2 separate regions of the Xenopus laevis genome follow, and region 1 is linked to region 2. A link is a contact called in public Hi-C data. All regions are on one chromosome and are shown on one strand. Each heading gives the region's core, a stretch centred on a gene start, on an enhancer-like site or on the middle of the called end of the contact. The rest is flanking DNA. Distances are from core to core; before and after follow the strand shown.

Region 1 (3,680 bases), core at 816-3,315, 52 kb before region 2:
CAGATATCCATTAAACTTCCTAACTTCTACCTGTAATATTAATTTATACTACCGGCAAGTAGTTTATATATTTTCCTTGTGTCTGTGTACTTCAGTTTTCTCCTACACTCCATAAACATACAAGCAGGTTAATTGGCTTTTGGTCTGTCAAATAGATTTAGAGAAATAAACTAATGTTCTGTTGTATTCCCTACAATCCGAGAATATGATAGAACGAGAATAAGCAACATCCTGGAAGTATACATCATAATTAACAATTCCACTATCACACCCTCTCCCCAGGCCCGGTGCCTTGGGGTTATCCTAGATTCTGCTCTGTCATTCACTCCTTATATCCAGTCACTTATTAAATCATGTCACTTCCACCCAAGGAACATATCCAAAATACAATCATTTATCACCCAAGATGCTGCCAAAATTCTTATTCACTCTCTCATCATATCACGGCTAGACTACTGTTACTCTCTTTTAATTGGCCCTCCCATCCAGAGACTGTCACCTCTCCAGTCCAAAAATGCTGCGAGGCTCATACACCTCAGCAACCGCTCATCCTCTGCCTCGCCATTCTGTCAATCCCTGCACTGGCTTCCGTTACCTTTCAGAATCAAATTCAAATGAATGACACTGACTTTCAAAGCACTTCATAACTCTGCCCCACCCTAAATCTCTGAACTCATCTCTATATACTCACCCAACTGCTTACTACGCTCCTCTACTGACCTGCTACTCAACTCTTATCTCATTACCTCCTCACATGCTCGCATTCAAGACTTTGCAAGGGCTGCACCCCTCCTCTGGAACTCTCTCCCACGGTCTGTCCGACTTTCTCCCAACCTTTCTGCTTTCAAGAAATCTCTTAAAACGCACTTCTTTCGAGAAGCCTACCCTCACTCTGCTTAACTACCAAACGCAACACCACATACAGTACCACATTTCTCACCCACTTAATTCGATCTTGCCCACTCCCACACCTTGTGTATTACTCCCTTCCCTTTAGACTGTATGCCTATGCATAGGGCCTTCCTCACCTTTTGTACCTGTATTGATTGTGATGTATGTAACTTCATATGTTCTATGTATATAATTCATGTGATTTAGTTGTATAATTTACATTTACTTTACAGTGCTACGCAATATGTTGGCGCTATATAAATACATGTTAATAATAATAATAAGCAGAATGCTTTCATATGCTATGTTAAAAAGAGAGCTCGGCAACAAGGCAGATGATTACAAAGAAAAAACAGACTGCACCCTGCAATATAAATTGTATAACCAAGTCGTTGTCCACTCCATTACAATAAGTTACTGCATTGTATGGAAAGGCTAGATTTATTTTTCTGATGGCCATGCAGTTGGAATGCTGAATGGGAGTTTCCCCAGTCCCATTTCAATCATGCTTACCATTTTCTTTTTTTAAAACTGTGTCCCCTAAGCTGGTGATTACACATAAAAGTTCACTTACAGTATGTGTGTGCCAAGCTGAGACATAAATAGGGCTGCCACAAGGATGTTATTTTACTGCTGCGGCTGGTATAAACGATAATCAAATTTATAGATAATAACTGTTAGTGCTTAGGGTTGTCACCTCACCCCTTTAAAACCGAGCACACGTGGAATCCACAGCTTGCATGGCTAATTAGCAATTCATTTAGATGCATGATGCATGGCTGCACATAAATCTGTTCAGTCTGCAGCATGCATTTAAATGAATTGCTAATTAGCCATGCTGTGGATTCCACGTGTGTTTGGTTTTAAAGGGGTGAAGTGGCAATTCTTATTTGTAAATGTAATTGCTAATGAAAGCAGCATTTGCTTAACTCCTCGTTGTTACTTTTTAAACAATTTTGCAAAAAATAGTCTCCCCCAGCAAGACAGGTCTGTCCATCCCTTTGCTTGTGTTACATTGTTTCAAAAGTCTGCGCCATCAGGGCAGAGCATAGAAAGGGACAAACACTGCTTTCAATAGCAATACATTCATAAATAACCTAAAAGCCATAGAAAAATTGTAATGAACGTATATTGCAAAGTTGCTTAGAATTATTCTTTCATCAGGCAAAAAAAATACTGTTTTCCGGTTGACGTCCTTTAAGGCAACCCCTTGCTGTTTTTCCAAGCCCCACCCTCAGGGCGGCCTGCTCTCACTGATAAACAAATATGCCAGTAAGAAAAAGTCCCTGTGCAAGATGTGATAAAGTTACTATAAGCCAAACTTCCAAACAAGATGTATTTTTGAGTCCATAGTCCAGAATTTCTCCCTTAGCAGTTATCTGAGTTTTCACCACTCCACCAATTGCAAAACTGCATTCCATCTGTAGTAATCAATGCTGCTCTTTCCTGCTTAGATCTAAATCACTCTGCTCCTACCTCTAGCTATAATCATCTCCCCTCCACCTGTATATCTCCAAGCCTCACCTTCATTTACAACACATGGCCATCCCACTGCAGTGCAATTCATCCCTCTGAGTCATACCATAAACGATCATTGTCCCCAGGTAATTCCTTCCTCAGCGGAAGTTCTGTCATTTGCTCTTGTCTCCACCCAGTGAAAGTTTTATTTTATTGTAGCGTAATACATCCCACCAACCCTCCCATGTCATCATCCAGCACCTGCTCAATCATCTTCCCCCTTCCACAATTTCAGTATAATTGCTGTTAAAGGGATCCTGTCATCAGAAAACATGTTTTTTTCAAAACGCATCAGTTAATAGTGCTACTCCAGCAGACTTCTGCACTGAAATCCATTTCTCAAAAGAGCAAACAGATTTTTTTATATTCAATTTTGAAATCTGACATGGGGCTAGACATTTTGTCAATTTCCCAGCTGCCCCTGGTCATGTGACTTGTGCCTGCACTTTAGGAGGGAAATGCTTTCTGGCAGGCTGCTGTTTTTCCTTCTCAATGTAACTGAATGTGTCTCCGTGGGACATGAGTTTTTACTATTGAGTGTTGTTCTTAGATCTACCAGGCAGCTGTTATGTTGTGTTAGGGAGCTGTTATCTGGTTACCTTCCCATTGTTCTTTGTTTGGCTGCTGGGGGGGAAAAGGGAGGGGGTGATATCACTCCAACTTGCAGTACAGCAGTAAAGAGTGATTGAAGTTTATCAGAGCACAAGTCACATGACTTGAGGCAGCTGGGAAATTGACAATATGTCTTGCCTCGCTGTTAGCTTCCGCAGCAGAAAGCCCGGGGCCCCAAAAGGGCGTCAGTGAATACCGGAACCCACAGGATTCATCTGTGCGTCCATGGGTACTATCACTGAACAAGGTTCCTGATAATGTGGTCGTTACACACACGTGTAGTGCAGAATCGTCAGATATACAGGTAGAAACAATAGAATTCTACCTGTTTCTAACAATTCAGCACTAACAATGGCCAATGTTTGGGTGCCTTCAAAGACACCCAATCAAAATTTTCTGTTCCACCCCGATTGATGAGCCAATCAATATCCAAGTCTTCTGACGATATCGGTCAGCTCTTTTCCCACCATACACACCAAATATCGTACATAAATTAGTTTTGTACGATATTATCCGTGCATCTATGGCCAGCCACATGGCAGACAAAACCAGGTAAAGAATTACTCACAATCTTTTTATATTCCAATATTTTTATTGAGTTTACAAAACAAAAACAAAGTTGACAATAGCCGACAGTAGCATAGTAAGAGACAGTACAG
Region 2 (3,908 bases), core at 344-2,843:
CAAAAGGTAGATGGGGATCTACCAGTAGACCTTAAGTTGGTGTTCAGTAGATCTCAAGACACTGTCAACAAACAGCTTGTTGAAATCACCCTCATATTTCATGATTTTCATTCAGATATTTATTATGTTAAGGTTACTGTAGTACTGAATTTTGGATATTCAACAATAAGCCCATACACGCAATGGGTTAACAGATATCTTCCTTTCCATCAATGGCAACTGTGAAGGTGCAAGCCTGGGCAACAGTCATCCTGCCATAAAACAATCCTTGCAGCTACAGTAATGTCAATATAAAAGAGATGCAAATAACTGGACACACTGGTGTGGGTGCAGGGATAGCAAAAGTTCCAAAGGGAATGACACTCTGCTGGATCAACAAAGGGATATCTGGAGCATTGGATTATGGATTTCTTTCACAGTGCATCCTAACTTGATTTCAGTCCCTTGTCTATCTAAGAAGAGATGAACCAACTTCAAGAACAGCTAACATCGACCTGATTGGCTGGGACTGTCTTTTGTCTTCCTTATGTGTATATAAAGAGCATTGTAAATACCATTTTAGTTAGTCACTTTCCACTCCCTTCCATAGCATCCTTCCCTATCCCTTTCTACCTCCCTCCATGTTAGTTAGTTCCCTTTTTATGTTATACCTTTTAGTTCCTTTGTAAATAAATACCACTTATTTAAAGATCAGTCTGCCACAAGTCATTAGCCTGGCACCCCAAAATAGAGCAGATCTAACAGTTACATAAGAAATATTTGTTTGTTAAATATAGTAATATACATTTTCGCATAAATCAATATTTAAGTAATATTTTCCATGAATGCTAACAATGCTTTTATGGATGTAGATCATAATGGGACAACATCACTAAAAGTAGACCTCGCATTTGTAAAGTATGGGCACTCCTATTCTAAACCAAACTCTAGGTTACCTGAACCACACTGCATGAATCAATTTCAGTAACATTGAATATATTAAAAGAAAGTATTGCTTTGGATGAAACTGTGTAAATTAATGAAACATACAGGGGCTCATTTATGAAAACTGGGCAAATTTGCACCTGGTATTAACCTAGTATGGTTGCTGCTCAGGTGCAAATTTGCCCACCCGGGTTGATAAATATATCACTTTGTATTAAAAGATGCAGAAAAGTATTAGTATACTTGTGATCTGGACACTGGAACATTTTTGTCAATGGCAGAATTTAAAATTCTCATTGTGATGCTAATGACATGATTAGACTGAAAGTGAAATGGAAGTAAAGGGTCCAGTCATATGGTAATGCATCCTCCTAATGTAATAAAAGAAACTCGTAATTGTTCTTTTCACTTGGAGCCTAAGGCAAAATTGAAAAGTGGGATCCTCAAGTCAGGAAATAATGAAATGCCATCTTTTGTGGTTTAATATTGGTACTTGTTGCAAGAAAGGTTCATTTGCAATTATAGTGACAAATAGTGAAAACAACGAGTACCAATATGGCGATGGGACAGTACAAGCAATTGTGGCACATATGTGGGAGATGGTGCTGAAGGAGCAGGTGTTTACAGGACCCCTTATAGAAGTAGTCAGCACTCACCAATCTTTCCCATGTGCAAATAGGTGTATATTACATGGTATCCACTGCAACCAACTTGTAATACAATAGTGAAAGGCATGGCACCATCCACAGTTGGTAGTAGTCTACCTATTATCCAAATTTTATATTATAATGAGGGACTAATTTATAAACAATGCACATGGGCAGTAACCTATAGCAACCAATCAGTGATTTGCTTTCTTTAGCAAGCTGCAGGTTGAGCACTGAAAGCAGTCATCTGATTGGTTACCATGCCATAGTTACTGCCCAGGTGTAAATTTGCCCAGTGTTCATAAATGACCCCCACTGTGTGAAATGGCTGAATATGGCTGAGCTGAGATTCTGGTGTTATATGAACTATCAGAAATTTTGAAATATGGAACAATTAAAATCATGCAAAGCATGTATAATGATACATTATAAGTGGCCAGTGAATGAGCTATAATGTGGTCTCTGCTGCCCCCACGTGTAACTATATGGGAATTACATACAACTTGGTACAACTATAACCGGAAAATAAACTATGAATTTGTTAGCAGGGTTTATGTCCCTCACAAGCCAGCTTGTCAAAGGTCTCTATACATTTGGTGCAGTTCTGTGCTGCCTATAACAATTATATTCTGTTCACCAATGTTACCGAACAGTGCACACAATTCACTGCAAATCAGATGGAATTGTCCATACAGTGTAATTTACGGATGGTCTTTACACAAGTGAAGTATGCACCTGATTCATAAGATACAAGTGTGCAGAGCCTATTGACACAGGGTGCTGAGGGAATCAAGAGGTGCTGGTAACTTCAGGGTTCCCCTTTATCAATAGGCACAGCAGCACTTGATTTGGATCAGAAGGCAAGAAGGACTGAGCAGTGCCAAGCACATATAATGAAGTACAGGGAAATCAAAATACCATTAATAAAAATGGGTTTATATGAAGATGACTGCGTGGAACATGACAAAGTAATATATCATAATGTAACGATACGGAAATTGCTGTGTATATTTTGACAAAAAATCAGTATATCTCTAAAACCAATAAAAATAATTTGGAAAGAACTAGAAGCAGTTTTGGCAAAACACATCTTCCTGCTTGGACTAACACCAGACTCATTATTGGTACCACAATACATTGGAACCCTTCTCTATACCCACCCCCAGAAACTCCCTGGGAATGCTTTTCCCACAGTGACAGACATTCAAAGTCATTTCTAACAAACATGAATTAAATTTTCTAAAATTCTGTTTAGTGGAAGATGGGGAGGACCGTTTCCTTCTTATAATACAGTACATAGAAGTACATATGTCTGTGCACACATACATTTTGAGGGGAGTGCACAAAGAAGTGTGAAAATGTTGCATTTATTCTGACATGCAGCCACAGTTTTTAAAAATGCACACACAAGTTTAAAATGTGTGCACAAAATAATTTTATTGTGCACATAGCCAATAAGGAATTAGAGGGAACATTTACACTGCCATACCTATGTTGATTGGGAATAGTATTCCATAGCAAGGCAATATCACCATGAGTACCTCATGACAACACATGATATTCCTCTAGAGTCCCTAGTCCCTACATCTTCATGATATCTCTAGCAAGGAACATCGTTGTACAGCAAAACCTTTGTGGTTAAATGGAAGTGTTGAAGGTGTTGAGGTGGGTAAGAAAATATGTGCTTTTAAGACTTTCAAGTTAGCTGGGACAGCTGAAACGTTTATTAGGTACAAGGAGGCAATTACTCATGCAAAAAAGCTATCAGACACACTAACATTGAGATGGAAAAGGGAGTAATATGAATCCAAAATTATTTTTTGAATATGTAAATAGTAAGAAAATGAAGCAGGAAGGTGTGGGACAGTTGGTCGATGAGAACAGAGAAAAAGTAGAGATTCTGAACAGTTATTTTTTGTCTGCTATACAAATGAGGAACTAACAAATGAAGGTTTTCTTCTTAAAGGGGGTTGTTCACCTTCCAAACACCTTTTCAGTTAATTTGTTTGGGGGGGGGGGATAGGGAGTTCACCATAAACAAAGACTTTTTTCAATTGCTTTCCATCTTTTATTTTTACAGGTTTCCCAAAATGTAAGTTTAAAGTTTAAATTTCATGTCTCTGATGTTTCAGACTGGCACCTCGGTGACAATCATTCTGAACTGTTGCAATTTGCTAAATTTATGCAATATAGGATAGGATGGAGCTGACAATCTGCAGGCTCTGCTGCAAAAATTACTTTATTAACGCAACATGTTTCAGATCATCATGGATCCTTTTTCAAGTTGAAAAAGGATCCATGATGATCCGAAACATGTTGTGTTAAAGTAATTTTTGC

The links. A called contact is a pair of places that touch in the nucleus more often than the background predicts.
Region 1: a contact with region 2 is called in a Hi-C map of animal cap, with 5 times the contacts expected there. The contact joins two enhancer-like sites. A contact is called at or near these places in 2 of 4 Hi-C or Micro-C datasets (the XTC cell line and animal cap).

The regions. Positions count from the first base shown.
Region 1 is chr1S:103,783,681-103,787,360 of Xenopus_laevis_v10.1, reverse strand. No RefSeq gene overlaps it. Among protein-coding and RNA genes, the nearest start is that of tle1.S, 26 kb to the left of the region's middle. Within about 2 kb of position 2,065, at least 1 of the 7 cell types and tissues checked has an H3K27ac peak or open chromatin away from gene starts, as enhancers often do.
Region 2 is chr1S:103,731,351-103,735,258 of Xenopus_laevis_v10.1, reverse strand. No RefSeq gene overlaps it. Among protein-coding and RNA genes, the nearest start is that of s1pr4.S, 9.1 kb to the right of the region's middle. Within about 2 kb of position 1,593, at least 3 of the 7 cell types and tissues checked have an H3K27ac peak or open chromatin away from gene starts, as enhancers often do.